4 separate regions of the Danio rerio genome follow, and all the other regions are linked to region 1. The links are chromatin contacts, called in public HiCAR-type and HiChIP or PLAC-seq maps. All regions are on one chromosome and are shown on one strand. Each heading gives the region's core, a stretch centred on a gene start, on an enhancer-like site or on the middle of the called end of the contact. The rest is flanking DNA. Distances are from core to core; before and after follow the strand shown.

Evidence for each region. HiCAR-type assays count read pairs that join an accessible place to other places. HiChIP or PLAC-seq counts read pairs in DNA pulled down with a chosen protein or histone mark.
Region 2: a contact with region 1 is called in a HiCAR-type map of caudal fin, with 6 times the contacts expected there. The contact joins the promoter of npm1b here to the promoter of pcgf1 in region 1. A contact is called at or near these places in 1 of 18 Hi-C or Micro-C datasets (caudal fin) and 2 of 4 datasets of contacts at active chromatin or transcription factors (caudal fin and embryo).
Region 3: a contact with region 1 is called in a HiCAR-type map of caudal fin, with 5 times the contacts expected there. The contact joins the enhancer-like site here to the promoter of pcgf1 in region 1. A contact is called at or near these places in 6 of 18 Hi-C or Micro-C datasets (caudal fin, embryo, fibroblasts and 2 more) and 2 of 4 datasets of contacts at active chromatin or transcription factors (caudal fin and embryo).
Region 4: an H3K4me3 HiChIP or PLAC-seq map of gastrula embryo shows a contact between it and region 1, with 5 times the contacts expected there. The contact joins the promoter of fgf24 here to the promoter of pcgf1 in region 1. A contact is called at or near these places in 1 of 18 Hi-C or Micro-C datasets (caudal fin) and 3 of 4 datasets of contacts at active chromatin or transcription factors (caudal fin, embryo and gastrula embryo).

The regions. Positions count from the first base shown.
Region 1 is chr14:5,933,156-5,939,919 of GRCz12tu, forward strand. It overlaps pcgf1 (polycomb group ring finger 1), which reads right to left and starts at 3,914. Exons shown (of 9, transcript NM_001007158.2): 1 at 3,777-3,914. The coding sequence starts at 3,863.
Region 2 is chr14:6,167,161-6,173,924 of GRCz12tu, forward strand. npm1b (nucleophosmin 1b) reads right to left here and starts at 5,259. Exons shown (of 11, transcript NM_001166155.1): 1 at 5,183-5,259; 2 at 4,472-4,554; 3 at 3,961-4,080. The coding sequence starts at 5,231.
Region 3 is chr14:6,117,119-6,123,882 of GRCz12tu, forward strand. It overlaps npm1b (nucleophosmin 1b), which reads right to left. Exons shown (of 11, transcript NM_001166155.1): 11 at 2,748-3,414. The coding sequence ends at 3,370. Among named protein-coding and RNA genes, the nearest start is that of fgf24, 44 kb to the left of the region's middle. Within about 2 kb of position 3,658, at least 4 of the 62 cell types and tissues checked have an H3K27ac peak or open chromatin away from gene starts, as enhancers often do.
Region 4 is chr14:6,072,695-6,079,458 of GRCz12tu, forward strand. It overlaps fgf24 (fibroblast growth factor 24), which reads right to left and starts at 3,791. Exons shown (of 5, transcript NM_182871.3): 1 at 3,134-3,791; 2 at 2,901-2,937. The coding sequence starts at 3,165.

The DNA of each region.
Region 1 (6,764 bases), core at 2,664-5,163:
CATCTCGTCTGTGACCCATATACAGTTAAACACTCAATCCAGCACTGTCCTGCATTATAACAGAACCAAAGCGACTTCAAATATTTGAGCTGCTTTAACCTAATTTATCTCCTATAATCATTATGCAGTTTTTATGATCTATTAGTATTTTGAGAGAGTTATTTACTTGGAGTCTGAATTTAAGTAACAGCTGACACATACAGAATATCTAAGCAATGACATCTACACTAACCGGTCACTTTAATAGGTACACCTTACTAGTTCCAGGTAGGCATGGACTGGTAAAAGATTCTGACGGTATGATAATGTTGGATAAAAATATCTCGGTGTCACGGTTTTACAGTAGTGCCATTACTGCTCTAAAATATGTTCTTTTTAAATGTCTGGGTAAAAACAAAAACTGTTTTAAAGAGAATATATTTTATTTTAAGAAACATTTAAAGTATTTTAGAGTAGTAAACATGTCAAGTTAAATAAATACGATAAATCATTGACTTCTGCTGCCTTCATTAGTTTTAAAAACACTGATTTCATGACATCTTTGAATATCTTTTCCACCGGAGATAATGTTGTCCTAAAAAACTTCAAATAAAACATGAATAAAACCCTTACATATATCGTAGGAACGCTATATCTGAAAATGCCTTGCGGTTTTAAAACCTTGACTTTTCCAAAACGCGGTTTACCTTAAAAATGGGTATCATCCCATGCGATTACCAGGTTGGACACCCTTCAGATCTGCCTTAAACCCTTGTGGCATAGATTCAACAAGGTACTGGAAATAAATCAATATTCCATTCTCTTTAAACCCTAGAGATGGTTGTGCATGAAAGTCCCAGTAGATCAACAGTTTCTGAAATACCAACAACCATATCACATCCGAAGTCACTTAAATCCCCTTTCTTCCCCATGCTGATGCTCGGTTTGAACTGCAGCAGATCGTCTTGACCTACATGCCTAAATGTGTTGAGTTGCTGCCATGTGATTGGCTAATTGCAAATTTGAGTTAACGAGCAGTTGGACAGGAGAACCTAATAAAGTGGCCGGTGAGTGTATATTACACTTTTCTTCAGTGGAACAGAACAATCGAAGATTTTCAGCTGAAACCATGGACTCTGGTTACTCATAAAAAGCATGGCAATGGCCACCAATACTTGAGGAGTCCAAAAATAATGCTGGGTAAATATGTGTTAATTATGAACACTTATTTGGTTAACTTAAAAAAACTTGAAGCCAGCAGTAGGTTTTGTGCATATTTTACCCAAGTTTTAGTTAAAGTAACCCACAAACTTTAGAGTATATGTGGATCCTGATGATACACCGAGGTCTTTAAAGCAAAATGTTCAGTCTGAGCAAAAATAACTAACATTATTTAGATCTGTAAAGTTATAGTTCACCCAAAGCGTAAAATTCATACATTATTTTTTCTCACCCTTCACTTGTCAGACTTTCTTTCTTCCATTGAACACAAAAGTCGATATGTTGAAGAAAGCTGGAAAGCATATCATTTGATTTTTCTACTATGGAAGTCAACTGTATTCAGTCAACTATGGAAGAACTGTATTCTGTATTCAAAATATCTTCTTTTGTGTTCAACATTAAAAGCAAACTCAAAAAGATTTGGGACAGCTTGAAGGAGAGTAAATTTGTACTTTTGGGAGGTAAATGCTTGTAATACCTGTATCCCAAACCTCTGGAAATGGTTAAGAGTGCATTAACATTTACAACAGTCTGTTGCAGAAAGCTTCCTGTCACGGACAGGCCGACACTTTCTTCAAGTCCTCAATGTTGACAGGAGTCAAAGGAGTTCATTTTTATTTTGTCTATATATGAGCAATTTCGTGCAAATGTCAACCTTTCCATGAAAAAAATTAAGTTGTCACCAAAATACGGTAACTGTTTCTTGGGGTTTTGTGTAAGCAAGTATTTTACAGTACTTTAGAAATACTCAAAAATGCATCCATCAATGTTTTAAAACTATTATATTTGATTTACTAAAGACACACAAGTGGCAATTTCACATCTGTCACATCCATAACAGAGAGGTGTCAAGTCCATGACGACACTGTTTCCTCATAAATGTGAAAATCTTAAATAAAATAAAATAAATTATGTTTGTTCTATAGAGAGCCAACTCTTATCCTTTTGATTAACATCATTTCTTTTGCGTAGTGCAGTTTAATTCACAGAATTTCTACAAAGTATGTGTACTGCAAACCTGCTGACTTTTTTGTCACATCCATAACGCATCTTTATTTTCCTCATATAAAGTACAAAACATGTTTACAGACTGATATTTTTCTGATCTCATGACTCTGTGGTCAGTTTTTTGGAAAAGATAAACACAAGTTTCAATATAATGTTAAGGTATACTTTCTATGCAAATTTATGTTATAAGTTTTTACTGCAAATGTCACATCCATAACGCTGGAATTGCTCATATTTTTGACTCTCCAGGAGCCAAAGACTGTTTACTTGAGCTTTATAAATCACGAAGGATCACAGTTTCAGCAGAGATTCTTGTTTAATATAGAGGTAAAGTTGGTTTTATATTCGCACATTCTTTCATTTAGAAGTCCCTATACTGTTTATTATGTTACTTTGAATATTCGATTGGAATTAGCATGCAAGTATGACTTCAAACAACATTAACACTATCTAATTCACTGTGAACAATATTGTACTTTGATCGTCATTTGCTGCTAATATGATTGTCCCATTTAGAATTTGCAAATAATACTTTTCTGAAATTATGTTATTTAAGAGAAAGTCTGAATATCCGAATATAAAACCAACTTTACCTCTATTTGTTTAATATCCTACTGAGAGAAAAAAAGTGACCTTGAATGGTCAGAGAGTCAGTAAAAAAACTATTTTTGACTGAACAGTCAAACTGCATGACTGCTTAAAAGTGAAAGGCAAACTAGATATGACCAAAGCAATTTCAACTGTAACAATTGCTTAATTAACTTAAAGCTAAATGATTAAGTATGTTTTTTTAAGACTTAAAAGCCACCCCTGACAACTGTGTGAGTTACAAAAGCGAATTCTGTTGCGTACAACTATCACACGCACGCTCATTTCACTTGGAGCGCGCTTCAGTTTTCAGCAAGTCAGGTGTCAAAATTGTAAACAAACCTGCCATTGGTTAAACGAACCACCAAAGTATCTCCGCGAGTGCGGGTTTAGTATCAATCACTGCCAGCACCACAAGCTACTGAATTAAACATGGAATCGATGTCGAGGTAAGAAAACGCCAAGACACACAAATGCACCTTAGGGGTCACATTACGTCCCATGACTGGATTCTGAAGTGAACGCATATCCCGTCAACACGGGCACGCGCTACAGTTAAAGCACGTTGCATTATATCATATCGATGCACTTGTTCGCTCGTAAGAGCCAGTGCGCATTAATAAACATGTGGGACATCAGATCGCAACACGAGACATGCAGGGTGACCGTTATATTAGTGCAGAGTTTTATCAGCGTGTTCAGTTTTGGAGTTGGGACAAACTACAGGGCACGAGCTTCGACCTGGACCAGATCTGACAAGAAAAGCCTCGCCACGGAGAACAAAAACACAATCGCTAGACACAGTGGATTGATTCTTCGCAACACTCACGCCTGCGCAGACACGCAGCTCGGGCTCGCGCTCCATCTCTCGGCTTTCGCGCCACACAGATTATCGCTCCTCTCACGCGCGTTTACAGCACACGCGGGTGGAGAGCGGCGATGAACGGGACGCTGAAGCGATTTTTGTTTCTTTCACTCACCTCGTTTCTTAGAGGGTCGAGCTTGTAGACGTTCTGCAGCTGATTTCTTAGCCGCATAGCTATCGCCATCGGACCTTGCTCCGCCATCTTTGGGAATTCTGCATACTTCCGGGTAACGGGAGAGTGGGTGAGTTCGGTCGCTGAGAGGCGGGGGGACCTGCTGGTTCTTCCACACACAATCATTTCCATCCCACGCTGACATTATCACCGGGTCTTTCGAAAGCTGCAACTCACAGTAACATAATTGTGAAAGTGGTAGTTGACAGCGTAATAGGCTTCCCACTGTCAGGAACAGATTTCAGACGGAATTTAAACGGAGGTTAACTAAATTAGATATTAAAGTAAATTAAAGTGAATAAATTGCGAATCTGCCATTGAAAAACCCATTATGAGCACTTAATTTTTTTTAACATGAACCTTTTTTTTTGGTTGAAGACTTGATACTAAAACCATTTGAGATGATTTTCCTCCTCTTATAGCTTGTTTCTTAAAACCATAATATTGCATTATTATAATTATGTCACTTTGTTGCTGTTAAATCTGAGTGAAATGAGGATTTTTATTTAAATGATGTAAAACAACTGTGTATTTGTTCTAGTAAGCAGTCAATTTTTTGACAAAATGAATCGAATAAGTGCTAAAAGATATGCATGAGCAGTATTAATTAAAATAGCAGCCTAATATTTCACTTATTTTGCTGGAAATTATAAAAACAAGCATGAATTTTGTAAAGATTCTTGCCCCTTTGGTTGAGTTTGACCAATTACAAACACCTTTTCTTCCTTATGGTTTTTATTTGTTATAACTTTGGCAGTCAGGCAACACAGTGGCTCAGTGGGTGGCACAATCGCCTCACAGCAAGAAGGTCACTGGTTAGACTCTCTGCTGGGTCAGTTGGCATTTCTGTTTGGAGTCTGCATGTTCTCCCTGTGTTCTAGTGGGTTTCCTCCGGGTACTTCAGTTTCAAGTCCAAAGACATGCGCTATTGGTGTATTGGTTAAGCTAAGTTTCCGTAGTGTGTGATTGAGTGTGTATGGATGTTTCCCGGTGATGGGTTGCTGCTGGAAGGACATCCGCCGTGGAAAACATATGCTGGATAGTTTGGCGGTTCATTCTGCTGTGGCGACGCCAGATTAATAGAGACTAAGCGGAAAAGAAAATGAATGAACTTTGGCAGTTTGTTTTTTTTTCAGGTCTGACCAATTATTATGTGACAATAATTTACCATTATCAGCATCAATAATCAGCAGCACAACAACACTTTATTTTATTTTTCACTTTGTTTAACAGTTCAAAAAAGAAATCCAAAAGTTTACATTCTTAATCACCTGTTTCTAAATGGTCTGTCTCTAAAAGGGAGGGCGACGTATACCCCCCCAGTATGTATATATATATATATATATATATATATATATATATATATATATATATATATATATATATATATATATATATAATCATTATAATATTTATATATATATATATATATATATATATATATATATATATATATATATATTTATTTATATTTATATATATCATTATAATATTTATATATATCATTATAATATTTATATTGTATAATAAATGATTATCAGCCCAGCCCTATCTACTTGTGTATAAGTGTGACGAGGTCGACGTGGAGCGGCTTCCAGGTCCAAGCGCTATATCAAACTGTATGGGGAGATTTATTAAATGATAATAATAAATGTTTACAAAGTGATGTAATACTTTCGAAAATCATGAATATATATATCCATGCTTAATATCAGATGACCAGAAAGTGATTAATTTTTATAAATTCTTAACATTTTGGTATTTGTGATGCAGCAAGTCCAGAGATTGTTGTGTACACTAAAATTTACTTTAATGTGTGATATGACTAAAAAGTGGTCATGAACAAAATATTTTCCTAATTCAAATGAGTGGCGGCTTGCACCCGGAAACAGTATTCCATACGTCACCGATACGTCACAACTTAAAAAGCGGATAATGATATATACTTATATGAATCATCTAATTAACCTTTTTCTCTTTCTTTTCCTGGAAGGGTTCCTTGGATGTGAAAGGTTCTTTTTTATGAAACCATTAGTTCAATATGAAAAAATAAAAAATATATGTGTTTTTAAGAGTTTTGAGTGCTGTAAGAATATGTATTACCAATTACCATGTTTATTTTTACTGCAACATTTCAGCTGTCATTGAGTGCAGATGTCACATTCTTAGTTCTTGAATGTGTCACACACAACCAGTTTAGTGGATTGTTGCATAACTGTTTGTTTATCACTCGGCTAATAACATTAAAATGTTTTCTTTCCTAAAACCATAATGATGACAAGAAGTCTGTAAAACTAATATTGTGAAAGGGCAATATCCCTCAGCATATACAATTTTTAACAGTTCAACCATTGTACATTTTCTTTTTAAGACCAAAAATTGAAAATTACTTGCCCTCAATTGGTTCCATAAATGTTTGAGTTTCATTTTGCTGTTGAAAGCAAAATATTATTTTTAGAAAATGTTGGAGACCTGTAACTATTGACTTCCATAGAAAACAAATAATATGAAAGTCAATGGTTACAGGTTTCTGACATTTTTCAAAATAACTTATTCTGTGTTAATGTTTGTGACAAGTGAAGGGTTAGTACATGATGACCAAATTTTCAGTTTTGGGTAACTATTGCTTATACAATTTGATTGCTTCTTATACATTTGATTGTAGCTGTCTAATTTGATTGATTGCTTCCTGAAAAGCTATTTTAAGGTTAACACAACTGAATGATACAAGTTGTCTATAGACCTTACTTATTTAACCAATTTAAAACAACGGTCTTTAAATAGCTAGTTGGCCATGCGTTGAAAAGGTGTAATGCTGCAACATAACCACTAGATGTCCCTGTTCACTTTAACGTTGCTATCGGAGATTCCTGTAATGCTTCAGAAGCAAGAGAACAGCCCACACTTGTTCTACAGCTCAAAGTCTGGTTT
Region 2 (6,764 bases), core at 4,009-6,508, 240 kb after region 1:
ATAAAATTGTCAAGCATTGACCGGTCCGTGGTGACAAATAGGTAGGGGACCACTGACCTAACAGACACCTCCTCCTCATCATTTCTGTTTGCAGTCAAAACTGAGGGGCGTGGTTAAGTATGTTAGCCACACCCAATTCCTCAGACAGACGTAATCTGAGAATTTAACTTAAAAAAAAACAGGCATTTTCAGATTTCACTTTTAGATTACAAGGGCAAACAATGTATTTTTTATTCTTAATGACATGCACAGATGAATTATTCGCCACAAAACTAGCGTTGTGAGCTAACAAAATCATATGGCTAGTTTTGATTCAATTTGTACTTTAAAGAGCTCAAACTCCACCCACTAATCTACTCATACCAGAACACAAAGAGTTGCAAACACATTCGCATTAAGTCATAAAACGCAGATTCCTCCCAGAGCTCTTTGGAAATGTTCATATTTTCCGTTGCTGATATAAAACAGAGGCTAATATGTGCTGATGTCATGGAGCGCTCCTCGCCTTCCGTCCTGATGATGCAACGCAGGCCTTGCCCCTTTTAAAAACAAGCTGTCAATCACAAGTTGACCAGCCTCGGCACAGCTGGAATTTTTATTAGACGCATTCTCAAAATACCACAGAACACCCAAACATGCCAGAGTATAAACTAGATTCATGGTGTTACCGAGGGCATAATAACACTTAAAGGTGCAGTAGGTGATTGTCTTCAGAAGCATTTTGTGTTGTGCTGGTTGAAAGTCTCGTCACAATTCAATAGTAATAATTTAAGTAAATGATCTAAATGTATTTATATGTATTTTTATATTTTGGGTAAGGCATAAAACTAAAAAATGTTCATCCAATTAAATAGAGTCAGACCGACATCTCTCATAATTCCGATAAGTAGGCAAAACTGTCTGTCAGCAAATGCAGAGTTGAACAACTGCGCAGCCGTTTGTACGCATCCTCACCGACCGCTGTTGGTGCCACACGTTCAAGAGAGAAGGCGCGCGCGATCGGTGAAAACCTGCCGAATCGAAACTTTTTAAAAACCTGAATCAATATTGGAGTTACCTTTGCACGCTGGAAAAAGGATGAAACAATGGTTGAAGGATTTCTCTTAGCAAGTGCTGTTTTGTTTTAAAACTATTTGAGCTTCACGTAAAGCTGATGTAACGTTAGATGTTGTTACAAATGGATTATATCTTCACAGAACTGTCGTTCAGTCACTAAAATCTTCCGGTAAAAGATTGATAAGACTATTTTCCAGTTTCATAAGGGACCTTTTACAGCATCTATAATGTAGATTTTAATTAGTTTAACAACAAAACACAAGTAAATAGCGCTATTCCGCCTAGTCTCTCCCTGTATTGTTTACCATGCAACTCTAAATATTCACTCTGAAATAGCATGTCAGTTTGGCTTTCTCGCCGTCGGACAAGCACTAGTCGCTTTTAAACACATGAGAGAGGGTTCTTTTGCTGTGCTCGTATTTAGGGAGGTGTGGCTCTAGACGGCAGGGGAGGGAGTGTGATTCAGAGATTTATGCTAAGCTGTTAGCATTGTGAAAGATCACCTACTGCACCTTTGGCAGATAAGTGCATGCAGCAATATTAGAATACTGAAGATGTGTGATTTAATAATGATTAAGTGTTAACAACTGAACTAAATATAATAGAATATTGTAAAAAATTGCAATGAGGTCCCACTAATTAACTAACCATTGTTATGGTATATTTTATTTATTTAATAATGATAATAATTCTTAATACTGTTACTCTATATTATTTGAAAATGTTTAACACCACAAATGGTTTTTAAGTGCTTTTTCCACAAAGTTACAAAAAACTAAACAAAATCGTACTTAGAGATGTTGTATTAATTATAAAAAAATGACTTCTTATAATTGATGAACAAGTATTTCAAACCACACTGAACTGAGCTAAACTGAACTGAACTTAAACACTAAAAACTGAACTACCCTGATCCAGTTACAGGGCTCGAAATTAACTTTTTTACTTGGTAGCACCGGTGCTCTCAACTTCAAATATTTAGGAGCACCAAAAAAATTTAGGAGCACCAGAAAAAATTTAGGAGCACCAGAAAAAATTTAGGAGCACCCATCAAAAATGAATGAGCACTGCTGCTGTATTTTAAAACAACATCAACAGGACTAACAAAAAACAGAAACAACTATCTTTGTGATGACATTGATATTTGTGTGCAATAATTCTAAAATGAATGTCTAATAATTATAGAATATTAATGATGATGAAAATGACAATAATAGTAACAATGAATTACATTTCTCATTATGATGCTGCCTTAAATGACGTGCATGAATATCTGCTATAAAAAGTCTGTTACTTTATGAAAAATAAATGTATAGTTTGCATCAAACAAAAATGAAGCATTGCAGTAAGAAATATGGATTTTGTACTGCTGTTTTTATATGCATGTCAATTTAATAAATAATATTTCTGCTACAAAACAAACAAAATATTATAATAAATAATTCAATTCAAAGCTGAAAGCTGCAAAACAGTCATCAGTAAATAAATAAAAAATAATATACACCTCAAAAAAGAATAGACAAGATAAAGTAAGTAAAGTCTCACTTCTATCACTCTTTAAAAGTTTTGGTTTCAGTTTGTGTCAATTTAAAGGTTTAGTCTGAGCTCAGACTGGCTGATCTTCATTTTTCTGTGTTAGTGAAAAGCAGGCGAGTCAGCCGACCCAATTTATGAGCAGGCAGAGCAGTACTCTTGCGATGACCACCGACGCAATACCGTTCGTTGTTATGATGAGCCGCAGTTTCAGTGTAAACTTAGTAAAGGCGAGCTCCTTTGACGATGATATGTACAGTATTAGATTTGACTTTTAGCGGACATTTGCGCTGAACACGCAGTGAATGCAACGCATCGAGATTCGGGCACCTTCTCCGAAAAACACGTACTCGATTGATCTCAGCTGGCGGATCAATATTCACCACGTCATGATCGCTCTCATCTGCGCCCTCAACTTTAGATGGGGTTTGCAAACCTGTGTGCTTTAAGTTATTACTCTTCAGCCGTTTGTATTTCCCGTGGTCGTAAAAGCTCCTTCCTTGTCATCTAACAGCGGAAAGTCTTAAGGGATTGACAGCTAATAGGAACCAATATAGCGGCAGGGAAGAGCGATTCAGCACGTTTTTACAAAAAATCAAAACAGGTCGCACTACAACCATTATCTGTAGTCGCACTAATGCGCCAAAATATATTATTAGGTCGCATAGATTAATTTTCGGGCGCATATGTGACCAAAATGGTCGCAATTTCGAGCCCTGAGTTACTATGACCATTTATGTGAAGCTGATTTGATACAATCTACATTGTAAAAGCACTATACAAATAAAGCTGAATTGAATTGAATTACTTGGGGTGTGCAGGGTTTCCACATATTTTTCATTTCATAATTTATTAGATTTTTTCAAACTAATTTCATAGTAGATATCTAAATAAAGGTTCCATTCACAGTACTTCAATTACAATTTAATACTCTGACAATACTATTAAATACTAAAAGTCAGCTAAAAGTATAAAAATATTGAGCTAAATACTTGGAACTTAGAAAAAACTTGTTTTTTTTCTAAATTACATAAGATCCCAAATATCACTAGTTTATCGGCAAGATGTATTTTAAAGACGGAATAATATCAGCTGTTTACAAGGGTCTTCATTCATTCATTTTCCTTCGGCTTAGTCCCTTGTTTATCAAGGCTCGCCACAGCGGAATGGACCGCCAACTATTCCAGCATACGTTTTACGCAGCAGATGGCCTTCCAGCTGCAGCCCTGTACTGGGAAACCCCCAAACACTCTCACATTCACACACACACACTTGTAACAAAATTTTTTTTACACTGTGATGCTATTTACAAACTTTTTTACACCTGTTTATAACACAAAACCCAACGGAAATGAACTCTAGAACACTTACAGAAGGCAGAACGGATGGTTTCAATACAGCAAGTGTGATTTTGGTGGTTTTGCCATCGTAAGTCAATCCCTCCATCTCCACGGTGTGGAATTTATCCTCCGCCTCGGCACCCAAACACACCTGAGAACACGGGTGAAGAGGTGAGAGATGTGGTATTGCCAGTTTACAGACAATCAAAACGACTTGTCTGAAATATACAGTGCATCATTAGCATAGTGCCTCACAAAAGAAATACTGCTATGGCTTGTTATCATTTTCCTGTTCATTCATGTAATGCAGCTTTGACACAATCTATATTGTGATACAGAAAATAAGTGTTGTAAAACAGAATACAGCTGCACAAAATATTGTTTTAGCATCAATATCACAACTACACATTTCTAAAACTACTTTAAAAATTACAATTCCTGAGAAAAACTACTCAATTACAGTAATTGGAGTATTTGATATTACTTTACACCACTGCCTATATGGCAATATTAGACTTTTGTCAAATATTCATCTTCCTCACCGACTTAAGTGACAGCTGATGTTCAGCCTCATCATCATCCAGGTCAACTTTGTGCTCTTTCTTGTCAGCCTTTAACGAACAACCTACAGGAAGACAGCAAAACTAAATTGAGAATAAAGTTGGTTTTATATTCGCACATTCGTTAAGTGACAGCTCAGTTTTGTTTACCATGGTACTTTGATTATTCGGACTGAAATTACATGCAAGTATGACTTCAAAACAACATTATCATTATTTAATTGACTGTAAACATTGTAGTATTTTGATTGGCTGCTAATATGATTTCACTATTTAGAATTTGCAAAGAATACTTTTTTGAAATGATATTAAGATGAAAATATGAATGTGCGAATATAAAACCAACTTTACCTTAATCAAAAACTAATACTTTATTCAAAAATGTTGTAAACACGTGATAAACTTTAGAAAAACCCATTTTATGCAACCAAAAATCCCACAAAATAAACAACATCCTTTATAAATAGAAAATAAATACATGAAATATAACTATCCCCAGTCCTCCAGCCCATTATATCGCATATATAAACATTAGACTAAACACAAAGGCAGAGCCAATACATGTGGCTAGCTGCATTAGCCACAACTCTTGTATTACAGTGCAATGCAGCAGTAGGAGCTTATCGTTTGATTGCATATGACGAATTGTCGCATATATATGGTTATGCAACGTGTGATTTTAATTCAGCTCACCAAACAAATACATCTGGGGTCGGCTGAGGTCTTTAATGTTATCCTCCATTTTTGCGCGCACAGGTCCTGTTAAACGTAGTTCCGGCGTGTTGATTGACATCGAAATGGACGAATGAGAGTGTAGAAGTGGGCGGGCTTTCAATAGCGTCGTCCAATAGTATGCACGGTCGGTGATCATGTAAAGCCCTTTGTTTCTTTTTCGTGCGTCCACTACCTCGTTTGTCCTCACGATGGAGCCATTTGATAAATCCTCACTATATTTGCCTTGCAAAAACTATAGATATAAACACTAGATATCGCATAGGGACCCTGAGCATGCGTCATTAGCGCCGCCACATTGGTACAGTGCTCCCAGGACAAATGTCATTCAACCGCACTAGTCAAGACAGTGTTATTACGTGAAGACGCGGGACTTTAGCGCTGTCTACGGGTGTAGTAACGAGCAAACAAAGAAAATAAAGCACAAAGGCAAAACATTTCATAGGTAATATTGTGTTTTTTTCTGTTTTTGTATGTTCTGAACTTTTATGCTAATCAGGTAACGTTATTGAGGATAACAGTCACTTACTGCATTCACCATACGGCAAAGCAGCTCCAACTCGCACTAAACACTCGGCTTATGCTAGTTTTGTTGAATAAAATCAGCAAACAATGCAAAAGAAATATGACAACGAGATGCTGCGCTGCCAGAAACTTGTATTATTGTCGGCTAACGTTAGTGAAAGAGTCGTTCGGGGGATTCATTCACAAACGAATCGCTCCCTCCGTCAGTATGAGAAGTGAAAGCAGGAGAGGATGTGTGTTTCAGGACATGATTAGATCAAATTTAACAGGGAGGGTGAATAGTACATTTCTGTACACACAAACACAAGCTTTTTGTCAGGAATTCCCGTGCGGTCACTGATCTATCAATGTAGAAAAGTGATGTAAAATTATAATTTTTGTAATTAGAAAAAAAATTACATACTAACATCCAGGAAAACTCCCGATCACAGATATATGTGTATATGTGTATATCTCTGTCTTTGCATGGCCACAGTCCTCAATTGTACCGTGGTCCCGCATTCATTTCAAAGGAGCGCTACCCTGTAGCAAGATGGCGGCGCTATTGACGCACTCCGTCCAATAGACAACAATAGGCCAGGCGACATCTAGTCTATATATCTATGGCAAAAACGCCAAATCTTTTTTGTCTGCTCAACAACATCGTGTTGATTTGTGTTTTGTATGAGGATGGGTTTAATTAGCTGTGTGATTTTAGACATGTTTACATGCATCCCCAGATAATAAAACGATAGCATCATTATTAGTGCTAGTTATTGTTATTGTTAACTTAGTAGAAGTAGTAGTTAATAACTAACTAACTGACTTACTAAATAAATAAATAAACACCACCTTGGTTAGTTTATTACCTCGTTGCAAGGTTTTACTGTATTTTTTTCTATCATGTTTATTCAGTTTTAAACGCTTACTGTTAACAGCCATCTGCAGTATTCTAATATTGCTGAAAGTGTTATAATGTAGACAAAAAGTATTTAGAATCATTATTATTTGTAGTAGTAGTAATAATAATGAAAAATAA
Region 3 (6,764 bases), core at 2,408-4,907, 180 kb after region 1:
ACTGTCAAACAACTGTCTGTCATTTAATGACAACTTGACAAACATCACAACCTCTTTTTGTCTGTCATGACAACATTTCCATGACAAATCTTTATATATATATATATATATATATATATATATATATATATATATATATATATATATATATATATACATATACCACCATAATGTTGCAAAATAGACAATTAAAGCAGAGAGTTTAATTGCATTTGACCGCATGAGCATACATTTGTTAGGGTCAGTTCCCGCTCAAATAATTTCAGATCCAGTTATAATTGAAGTCAGATTTATTATCTCCCCTTTGTTTTTTGTTTTTTTCCCTAATGATGTTTAACATGGCAAGGAATTTTTTACAGTATGTCTGATAAAACTTTTACTTCAGGAGAAAGTCTTATTTGTTTTATCTCGGCTAGAATAAAAGCAGCTTTTAATTTTTAAAAGCCATTTTAAAGTCAAAATTATTAGCCCCTTTGTATATTTTGGTTTTTGAAAGTCTACAGAACAAACCATCCTTATAGAATAAATTGCCTAATTACCCTATCCTGCCTAGTTAACCTAATTAACCTAGTTAAGCCTTTAAATGTCACTTTAAGCTGTATAGAAGTGTCATGAAAAATATCTAGTCAAATATTATTGACTGTCATCATGACAAAGATAAAATAAATAAGTTATTAGAAATGAGTTATTAAAAATATTATGTTTAGATATGTGTTGAAGAATGTTTCTCTCCGTTAAACAATTAAATGAGGGAAAAATTAACAGAGGGGCTAATAATTCTGACCTTAACTTTAAGACCCGAGTTGTAATTAAACGGACAAAACCACAACTTAATATCAGGTGTAAACTGGGCATCGGTTATCTTCATTGAAAGTTTAAAGGACAGTGTAGATGACAGGCAACATTACATTATTTAAATTCACAGACAAAATTTGTTATTCAGTATTTATTCAATGTACTAACTAAGGATGGATTAACTCTTTTTCATTCCAAGGCATGAAACCCAATCTAACACTGCAACCAAACAGCATGATGCTACAACACTAGACTGATCTCAGTGTAAACCAACAAACAATGTAGTTTTCCAACAGACACACTGCTTGCTTGCAACATATACATGGTGTAAAAAAACTAAACAAATACATTTGTACCAGTTTCACTAGTATTCATCAAACTAATTAAAACAAGGACAGATTATTCTGATTAATTAAAAAAAAAAAAAAACAATTAAAATGATTTAGTGCAAAAATAAAACCAATACAACAAAAGAACAATTTACCAAACGTTTGATTTCAAAGCACCAAATCAACTAAACATCCTTGCTGTCATGTTTAATGAGCTGAACACTTGACTAACTTTCCTCCTTTTTTCCAACAAGGAATAACATTCTGACCGCACTTCTCGACGTGATTTAAATGGGAGAGTCTGTAGCACTTGAGTTAATAGTACATCTGACATGTTCAAGGCCGTCTGCATCTGCATGATCCTGAGGGCTGCACTCAATACTAAGAACCAGACGGAATCTTCTGAAATAATCTTTGACATTATTACACTTCAGCTGCCATCTTAACACAAAGAAATTAAGGAGGACGGTTTACAGTGATTATGGTTTTAAATATACGCCAGAAACAAATTGGTCTTGGGCTGCTAGTGCAAAAAAGGGGTGTTTTGTTTAAGATAGCTAACAGGAGTTTTGTAGCTTTAAAAAAAAAATGATAGTAAAAAAACAAAAACTGAGATAAACCAGCAGCAGCCAATATCAGTTTTATATTTAAGAGTGGCACTCACAAACTCATAACCAAGATCAGATTTTTTCAAAAAAAAAAAAAAAAAAAAAAACAATTGGTCTCAAAAATAATATAATGGTCATAAAAATACCCCTTGTTGTCTGTAAATATATGTATAGTGATTGTGTGTTTTTTAAAAATTACTTTTTGTAAAAAAATTATATAAAAAAATATATTATAATATTTATATGTTATAATATATAACATAAATTACAACATATAAACATATTTGTGTGTGTGTGTGTGTGTGTGTTTTAGCGTGTTTTCTTTTAATTAGAATTTATATTAATTAATTAAAACAAATTTGTAGTGTTTTTATTATAATTTTTATATGAATAATAATATAAAAAAAATATATATATATATATATAATTTTTTAATACTAAATTAATTATTATTATTTAATATATAATATTATTTAATATATTTATTATATTATTATTATTTTAATATTAAAATTATATGTATATATATGTATATATATATATATATATATATAATATATATATATATATATATATATATATATATATATATATATATATATATATATATATATATATATATATATATATATATTGCAAAAAATACACATTTTTGGTGTTTTTAATTTTTTTAAAATTATAATAAAAAACATGGTAAAAACACACAAGAAAATATATTTATATATTTTAGCGTTTATATATATAAACGCTATATATATTGTGTGTGTGTGTGTTTTTAGCCTGTTTTTTATTATAATTTTTAAATAAATATATATATTTAGTGTTTTAGAGTGTTTATTTATTCATAAATAAATAAAAAACACAAACACACAAAAATATATATATTTTTCTTAGCTGTTTTATTATACACACACACACACACACACACACACACACACACACACACACACACACACACACACACACACACACACACACACACACACACACACACACACACACATATATATATATATTATATTAGAAAAACAAAGATTATTTTTATGACCATTTACCTATTTTACATAAACATTTCCCCACTAATTTTACACTGACTCCTTTATATAATTAAAAAAATATATTCAAATAACTCAGTGTGTAAAAAAAAATGATTCTATGGTCTATAAATCTGACAATATTTCATTCACTTTTTTTGCTTTATGATAATGAGAAATGGGGAAAATGTTATTATGCACTAGGCATAAGTTTAAAATAGGATTAATTTACTTCAAACTAAACACTTTATTTTTATTTTCCACCCTCTTAACCAATTTTAATTAAATAAGATCTGGAAATGTTTGATAACAATTTTGTGAGTTACCAAGAGACACCTTTAAAAAGCATACCACTATAAGAAACCATTGAGGACCTAAAAAAAAAAAAAAAATCCATCATTTAAAAACAAAATAAAGAATATAAAAGATGATGCATGATATCTGTAACCCCTGCCGAGGACTCTTCTGCTCGACAGAGAAGAGCAGAGCAGGCGGATCGCATTAACACGGGAAGAGGCCAGAATCGTACAGCTGAAGTGCCGTTTACTGGCGAACCGCAGACTTCTGCTGCACTGGGACTGGACGGGGAGCGCAGAGCAGCCATTACTTTTTTAGTGATTGTACAAAGTTCCAAAGGTCTTTGATCACCTGTAAGAAAACAAATAGCAGAGAGAGAGAGAGAGAGAGAGAGAGAGAGAGAGAGAGAGGGAGGGGAAAAAGGATGAGCTGGTAAAGCTGGAACAGAGTTTCTCTGATGTAGCGACTCATTTAGATGCTTAATAATTAGAGCCGCGTGAGTCAGTTTGGACCAAAAGCTCCACATTAGCACAGTGTCTGGGGTAAAACTACAGCCCAGAGGAAGGGGGTGCAGTCGGTGTACATACCAGAGGGTATGACTAGTGCCTCTTTTTGACAAAGACATGTCTCACACCTCTTTGCCTGCTATGCTCCCTGGAAAACACACTCACGCTCGCACACACACACTGCACATCTGAGAGGACACCTGCACTGTGAAGACTCGCATGCCTTGTTTTAGTAGAGATGCACATGGCGCAATGCATCAAAGAGCTCATAACTCTTTACCGAGCGTAAAAAAACAACACAAAAACATGTCAACTCCGTTCCAAAACCTACTGTGCTGCCTTGCTGTCTTGTTTATGCATACATTTTGATCCATGTTTATGTTTCTTGCTTTACGTTTTGCTTTTTTTATTTGTTTAAAGCTGCTGTATGTATATTTAGGACTCTTTAAAGCAGGGGTCTCAAACTCAAATTGGCGGGGAGGCCATTTCAATGACTGACAATTCATAGAGGGTGGATTTAAAAGAGTGGAAACCTGACAAACAGTTGAAGTCAGAATTTTTAGCCCCCCTTTGAATTATTTTTTCTTTTAAAATGTTTCCCAAATGATGTTTGACAGAGCAAGGAAATTTTCACAGTATGTCTGATAATATTTTTTCTTCTAGAGAAAGTTTTATTTGCTTTATTTCAGCTAGAAATTATTAGTCAAAATTATTAGCCCCTTTAAACTATTTTTTTTTTTGATAGTCCACAGAACAAACCATCATTGTACAATAACTTGCCTAATTACCCTATCCTGCCTAGTTAATCTAATTAACCTAAATAAGCCTTTAAATGACACTTCAAGCTGTATAGAAGTGTCTTCAAAAATGTCTAGTCAAATATTATGGTTCCACTTTATTTTAAGTGGCCTTAACTACTATCTACTTGCATCAAAAAATAAATACAATGTACTTACTGTGTTCATAATGTATTTGAGAACACTTGTGGTGCTCTTGAGTTGGGATAGAGGTTGGGTTATGAACAGGTTTGGTGGTATGGGTAGGTTTAAGGGTGGGTTAAGGTGTAGGGAATGGTCAGCAGTGTATTTACAAATGTAATTACAGAAGTTAACTACAGATGTAAATACATACAGGTATTTAATCAAGCATAAGAACACAATAAATGCATGTATTTACACAATAAGTACATTGTAACAAACTATTAATTCCTGTGTAAGTACATATTAGTTAAGGGCACTTAATATAAAGTGACCAATATTATTTACTGTCATCATGGCAAAGATAAAATAAATCAGTTATTAGAGACGAGTAATTAAAACGATTATGTTTATAAATGTGTTGAAAAAACTCTTCTCCGTTAAACAGAAATTGGGGAAAAACTAAACAGGTGGGCTAATAATTCAGGGGGTCTAATAATTCTGACTTCAACTGTAATTGATGCATCTTACATTTACATTTAGTCATTTAGCAGACGCTTTTATCCAAAGCGACTTACAAATGAGGACAAGGAAGCAATTTACACAACCAAGAGCAACAATGAATAAGTGCTATAGGCAAGTTTCAGGTCTGTAAAGTCTAAGAAGGGAAGTATTAGTAGTAGTATTATTATTTTTTTTTATTATTATTATTTTTTTAGGACACCAGACATGGCGTTTATATTTCAAGCATTACCTGTCACCAGTGATGATGCAAATGAGCACATGGATTGTGTCACACAGCTGCTGAAATCTATCTGTGGCTGTTGTGTGTATGGCCGAGCATTAGACACACACTTTTCCACAGAGTTTATGCAGTCAAAACTTGATCTTTTTGTGTCTTGTTGTACATATTAAAGGGGGACTTTAAACTGTAATGAAAATACCATAAACAATAAGCATAACAATAGTTATTATTATTGTTCTGTCCCAACCAAAAGTTGCTAAACCAAACCAAAGGTTGAACAGATAAGAACAGCAAAAAGCAGTTTGGGAAACTTAAGTGAATTCACTGGCAATTGTTCTTCTTTACATCTTTTTATTTTACAGTATATCAAAGAAGGCAAAGTATGCACATATTTACTTTAACTTGTTCAATTCAACCAGCGGTACAATTTTATTAACGTACATTGTTTTCATACAAATCCAGACCAATCATTCACTTTTTAAAAAAAATGTCTAATCCACTTGTTTAATCCCGCATTTTTTCGCAGCTTCGTACGACAGAATTTCTCAAGCTCAAACTCTCGTGTGACTATGGTATAAGGCTTGATCGTCCAGCACACTGACTGGTAACCTGTGTTTAGGTCATGTGGTCGGAGGAGGGACAACGTTAAAATAAGTCTTATGCTGTGTTCACACCAGACGCAGAACGCGTGGATAAATCACGAAATTTGACGTAAATAGCCGCGTGAACATTCGAGTTTACTCGCTTCATACGCGCGTCAAACCACGCTTCATTCGCGTGTCAAATTCACATCAGAACAGACGCGGATTCCTGTGATGAGCAGGGCTTCTGTCTGCCCGAAGACTCTAGCTTCATAGCTAAATAGCTAACATGGATTTTATGAAGAAAAAAAACAGTGTTTATGTGCTTTATGAAGACTGAAAAACAGCGTCGATACGTTTAGGGTCGTGTCTGAGTCCACTACATTCTTTCAGAGGTGCATCCAGCTCTGTGAGCTCATAAACTCCTCCAGAAACTTAACCTGGATGACGGAGGCTTTCTGACTGAGCCAAGCCGAGTTTGATGAACAGGTTCTACGTCACAATCACGCCCCCACAAAAGCAAGCTCCTGATTGGTTAACGCGGCACAAATGAAAGCTGAAGTTCAGATTTTCGAAATCGAGAGATTCGCGCGAAACGCTCGTTAAGCACGTCAAATGCGCAAAACGCTCAATTCGGCCCGCGCCATTCGTGCAATTTGCAGAATTCGCCCCGCGCCATTCGCGCGTATCGCCCCTCAGGATGTCTATTCGCGCGTTTGCATTGACTTAACATGTAAATCACTTGCACTTGACGCTTGTTCCGCGTCTGGTGTGAACGCAGCATTATTTTGCATTTTGAATTTGGACTGCAATACCTAGCTCAACCACTAGAATTCTACTTACGGAACCTTTAAATATTCTAAAAATATATTCGTAAATAAAAAATCTTACACATACCTTAGGAACGGAACATTTTGCCAGTTTCAAAACTTTGACTTTTCCAAACCGGGGT
Region 4 (6,764 bases), core at 2,541-5,040, 140 kb after region 1:
GTAATTAGGCAAGTCATTGTATAACAGTGGTTTGTTCTGTAGACAATTAAAAACAAAAATACTTAGGAAGGCTTATAATATTCACCTTTAAAAATAAAAAAAAAACTGCTTTTATTCTAGCCGAAATAAAACAAATAAGACTTTCTCCAAAACCAAAAATATTATAGAAGATACTGTGCAAAACTCCCTGCTTTGTTAAACTTGAATTGGAAAATATTTGAAAAACAATCACAGTAGGGCAAATAATTTGACTTCTACTGTACCTGTAGCCAAAGCTCTTTTATATAGTGATACAGTACAGCAATATTCAATATACATCACATTCTGGGGCTTATTTAAAGTCTGCTAATGGTAATTTGTTAAATCCAATGAGCTGTCTTTTAATATTTGATGGATGATCTGTGAGGAGAATAAAGCCTCCTCAATATCCAAATTATTTAAACATTTCTCTGATTGTTTAACAGAAGTTATTCCCATAATTTATGCAATGCAGCAGGGGCAAAGCAAAAAAAGGGTGTATACTAAGTGTTTATCAGTGACCTGAAGAAGTACTACACTCATCCTTACACAGAAAGCAGGCTGTTCCACACTAAAGCTTTGTTTGCGCCAACCGCTTTGGAACAAAACTGATGGTGCAGAATTATATAACCGCCACGGGTCTCGTTTCTTCAAACCGGCGGCTTTTGTTCCTGGTTCGAGGGGTGATCGGCCCCTTCTGTTACGACACTCTGATTCAAGTTTTATAATCGCTATGCCTTGACCCATTTGCCAAAAGAACAAATAAATAAAATAAAAGGCTCTTATTTAGTTTTTCCCGCCTTGTGAGGAATATACGTACATCTGTCAGCAAAGACGGATCTTGAGAAACTGCACATATCTTATTACACTCTTGTTAAGGTATATTTTGTTGGCACAGTTTAAAGGATTAGTCACTTTCTTCAGAGTCTTTTGAAAGCCTGAGATCGCACCTGGTCTTAACCTATAATGACATCTCAAAGGAATTGCAAGTTGTTTGGTCATTTAGCTGCCTTAGATTTACCGTTTTGTTAATTTTATTTCACCAACAAACCTATCTGTGTGGGGTTTTAATCAATCTAATCCTTATTTCAAGTCATGCATTGCTTATTTCAGTCAATGTTTATGTTTATTTTAAAGTAGCTAGCCCTACAATTTTTTGTTGTTGTTTTTGGTTTAATCTTAGTTTATTCAATTGAAGTTGCTTTTAATTTCATGATTACGTAAGAAAGACAGAGCAATCTGTTTTGTCATCTAGCTGTTTTCATTTTTAAAAACATTGAATTTATTATTAGCCCCCCTTTGATTTTTTATTTTCTTTTTTAAATATTTACTAAATGATGTGTAACAGAGCAAGGAAATTTTCACAGTATGTCTGATAATATTTTTTCTTCTGGAGAAAGTCTTATTTGTTTTATTTCGGCTAGAATAAAAGCAGTTCTTAATTTTTTAAACACCATTTTAAGGTCAAAATTGTTAGCCCCCTTATACCATAAATTTTTCTTTTCGATAGTCCAATAACTTGCCTAATTAACCTAACCTAATTAACCTAATTAATCATTTAAATTGCCCTTTAATCTGTATAGAAGTGTCTTAAAAAATATCTAGTCAAATATTATTTACTGTCATCATGACAAAGATAAAATAAATCGGTTATTAGAAATGAGTTATTAAAACTATTATTTTTAGAAATGTGCTAAAAAATATTCTCTCTTTTAAACAGAAATTTGGGGGAAAAAATAAACAATAATTCTGCTAATAATTCTGACTTCAACTGTATTTATATGTATAATATTTTTTTTATGTTTATATAGACATATAGACATACATTTTTATAAAGACATACTGTATGAGCACATAATTGTACGTTTATGTATATAAAGATAGTTTAATCATGGACTATCAAAAAATATATGGCTTAAAGGGGCTAATAATTTTGACCTTAATAATTTTGACCTTAAAATGGTTTTTAAAAAATTAAGAACTGCTTTTATTCTAGCCGAAATAAAACAAATAAGACTTTCTCCAGAAGAAAAAATATTATCAGACACACTGTAAAAATTTCCTTGCTCTGTTAAACATTATTTGGGAATTATTTAAAAAAGAAAAACATATCAAAGGGGCCAAGTAATTCTGACTTCAACTGAATGAGCATTTTTCTCAGCCTTCTGTGTTTATGTTCAGTTATTTCACTTTAAAGGCAATAAAAATAACATATTATTTGCTCTAAAATTCAAATTACTGAACCTACACACAATAGCTTGGAAAAAAAATGCTAATTTTATAGCAAAAATTCATATGGCACTTAGAGCTTTTTGTATATGAACTCTTCAAATTAAAACAAAAAACAAATTATCTGTCAGTCTTGTCTTAATGTTCTTTTCTTTTAATTTCATGGCAGACAACAGTGTTCATCCTTTTGCATGTTAAATAAACGTAGCACAAAACCAGAAGGTCACGAGTTCATTAAAAAACAAAATGCACATATCACGTACGTCAATCTCCAGCGTTAAATCTCTCAAAACGAACTGTTTACTAACTGTTCTGAAAGATACAATGATGCTTTGGACGAGCACGAGCCGTATTGTTAGAAACTGACAAGTTTAATTTTCTCCAGGCTGAATAAAACACAAGGACGCACAAATGCAAAACCCAGACGTGTTTTTAGAGAAGAGAGAAATTCTATTCCCCTGGCAAGACCACCAACAAATCCAAAGTCACTTTTTAATTTCACAGCCTCTGGGGTGTAGATTTCCCATGCGCCTGCTTTCAAAAACCTTAAGACAACAAATTAAACAAGCTTTGTGTTTGCGCACCGGCGGCGCATCCTCATAATCCCCGCATTAACCCAGATTCACGATGACAATCAAAACAGCCAGACTTACCTGCAACTGGAAGTAGAGCACCAGCAAATGTAAACACCTGGAAAGAGAAGAAGAAGAGGGGGAATGAGAGGGAGAGACAGAAGGGAAGTAAGGAGGGGTGAATCACAAGCAATTACACCAGATATAAAAAAAAAATGTAGCCGTACATCTTAAGGCTGGCTTTGAGCGACTTCTATTGGCAAGAATGCAGGAGCTCAAAGCGAATCAAATATATTATTAAGAATGTTCCTTACACGTAGATGAACCTTGACGGCAGAACAGACATCTTGGTCAAATACACCTGTTTCCAGCGTTTGCCGCTCCAGTAAGTGGCGCGCGGAGCCCCGCCAGTGTCTCACAAACAAAACCCCGGAGGAGAGGTGCAATCCCAGGGAAAACAGAGATGAGGGAAGCGTAAATGTGCCGCTGGAAGCAGCATGAGGCTGTTTCGCGTTTGAAAAGAGATCGGAACAAACGCAAAACGACGTCTCCCCGGTGGTGTCCGCGCGCGCTGCGCTCTCTCGCCAAAGCGCGCAAAGATTGAATCGGTTAAAGGTTCAATCGGGGTGTCTCCTTCTCGGCGAACAATCCGTGAACTTCACTGCTTCTTCTCGATCCAGCACGCGATATAAAAACGATATAAATCCTGCTCGTACCTGCTGAAGACACCTGAAAGCGCGCGCCTCATTCCAAGCGTCCCGTGTGCCCGCTGTTCAAGAGGAAAACTTTCCCAACTAGTCCTAAAGTTGTCAGGATAGATGATCTTTTTTTTCGAGAAGTCTCTTCTTTACATTTTCTTTACTGTTATCCGGGTGGTTTGTACAGGGAAAGTCGCGTGGCAAATCCTGGATGAGCGCTGGATGATGGTACAGGACTGTGTATGTCTGTGTGCTGCGGAGGGCTGGAGCGCACTGAGGGGTTTTGGGTTGGTGGTGGGTGGAAACCTGTCAGTGGTTTTGCACCTGATAGGGTGATCCGAGAGAGTCCATCGGTGCGCGGAATGCGCTTTCCCTCAGTCTGGGCGCCGCTTGCTTTGCGCTTCTCCGACTTTCTCGAGCTCGTTCGTCGAGTCGATGCGATTCTGTGAGAATTCCTGGCGGATTTCACATGCGAACTCGTAAACAGGTGCATTTCAGTTGAGCAAAACCAGACACGCGGGCTTGAGATAACCAAATTCTCATCTGATGGGGTAAAGAGAAAGAGGCGTTACACTTGTGCGAAGCTAAAAATACATATACTGACAATCAATGTTTTTTTATTGCCGATAATATTCATTAAAGGTCGGTTATGGATTCATGCAGTGTACTAAAAAAGTCTACAACACTGTAAAACCCAATAAGTTAAGGTAACTCAAACCATTTGAGGAAACCGATTGCGACAAACCATTTAGGTTCAAAAACTAAGCCCAATGAGTACTGTGAACTTAATCCATTTGAGTAAACGAAGCAATTTGAGCATAAACCCGATAAATAAAGAGAACTCAAACAACTGAGTACTGTAAAACCCAATAATTTAAGGCAACTCAAACCATTTGAGGAAATCGATTGCAACAAACCATTTGAGTAAAAAAAAAAAAAAACTAATCTATATGTGAACCTGCTCCATTTAAGTTAAAGTAATCAGGTACCTTCAACACTGAGTTCAAAACTCTTTTCAAATGAGTAAAATTAACTTTCAGTAAATTTTGAGTTAACTACACTCATTTCATTTGATAAATTTGACTGTTGGGTTTTACAGTGTTTAAATTTAATAGTGAGTGAGCCAGTGAGTATATATATATATATATATATATATATATATATATATATATATATATATATATATATATATATATAGTGACACTGCTTCGGCAAGCTGTTTTTTTTTATCTAAATGCACTTAAAAAATACTAAAATGTAATTCAGAGTACCATAATTTCAAATATCCAAAATAAATAAATAAACAAATAAATAAATAAACAAATAAATAAATAAATAAATCCTGTCATGTATTTAGAACAACAATTTTAATGACATATTAAAAGCCCTGGATTTTAATACGTTGATATTTCCGGGCTTGTATGAAAAATCCGTAATTTTATGGTTTATTTTTTGGGGTGTCGGAAAAAAAAAACATAAAATAACAGCCTTTAAATTACAAAAAAATTACAGTAAAATAACAGAGGCTGAAATACAGTAATTTACTGTAAAGTAACAGTGGCTGAATTACATAAATTTACCAGAAATTAAAATTTCTTTTTACATTTTACATTTTTTACATTTCTGTAATTTAACAGCCGTTATTTTACTTTTTTTTCCCCGACACCCCAGGAAATAAACCATTAAATTTACAGATTTTTTTTTTCATTTCAAATCTTTATACTTTGCCACTATGTTTCAAACAACTAGGTTGTACCAAAATTTGTCAGAAATGCCCTTTTTTATTATGCATATTATAATTCATGTAAATTGTAATAACATTACTTTGAATTATTCCTTGTTCTTATATATTTTATTAAGCAAAAGTTAGAGTATGTATAATAATTAAATAGTGCCTACACACACACACACACACACACACACACACATATATATATATATATATATATATATATATATATATATATATACAGATTGAACACAATTGAACTCATATTTTTGACATTTTATTTGATGCATTTTACTGTATTTTTTACACCTATACAGCAACATATTTCTTAAAGAGACAGTTCACCTATAAAAATGAACATTCTGTCAATGTTTACTCATCCTTGACTTCTTTCAAGTGTTTTTTGTTTGTTTGTTTGTTCTGTTGTTGAACACTAAAGAAGATATTTTGAAGAATGTTGGAAACCTGAAATCATTGACTTCAATAGTACTTGTTTTCCGACACTGTAAAAAATGCAGGGTTCCACACAATTCATTCATGTTGTCCCAATACAAATCTATTAAGTTAACTTAGCACTTTTAGCAAATTTATCTGGATTGAACATATAAAATCTCAAGAATTGTGTTGTTTCAGCTCATTTTAATTAAGTAGATTAAACAAGTGCCCAATATTCTCCTAAATATATTCTCTTTTGTGTTCAATAAAACACTTTGAAACAGGTCGAGGGTGAGTAAATGATGGCATATTTTTAATTACTATCTCTTAAAAGGTAAACATCTTTTTATTATTATTAATTGGGTTTCTCCATTTGACCTTATCAAAATATATGGCAGAATATGTTATAAATGTGACGACTTTGACACACAGTCTCAACAAATGTCACATCACTACATACACGCATACATACACGCTTATTTACTTTTCTGAGGTGTAATTAAGATCCTTAAGATGTAGTTAATAACATTTCAGTTCCCAAATTGAAGTATTTAAACTTCCCAAAGCATGCAGCGAATATATCTTTCAACTGATCACCCTCGTTCCAGCTCGTTTGTTAACTTCCCAGCGCTGAAAGTGTTTTATTGCTGGAGTTTGTTGATTCCTCTCAGACAGCATTGAAATGCAAGTGCTTGTCGAACTCGAATTTTCAATATTGTGCTATAAGTCATGTGGCATTGAAATGCAGCGGAGGTGTGAATGTGTTTACAAGCTCTTCTGAACATGCCCCCCTGCCAGCTGCAGGTTTATTCCCTCAACAGCCCTCTCTCGGCTCTGATCTGAGGAGAACAGAAACATTTACTCATTTACATTACCGCTCTTACATGTTTGACCGGTAGTGGAGTCTAACATTAGCACAGGATTCACTTACAGCTTTGATTTAGAGGGTTAAAGCTAGCAATGTGGCAACTTTTTATGCATGATTTAACCACAAATGATATAAAATGCTGATAACTTGATTTCTTTAAGTCAGTTTAATTGATTGAAGTTGAAATTACTTGTACACTTCATTTGATTGAGCTT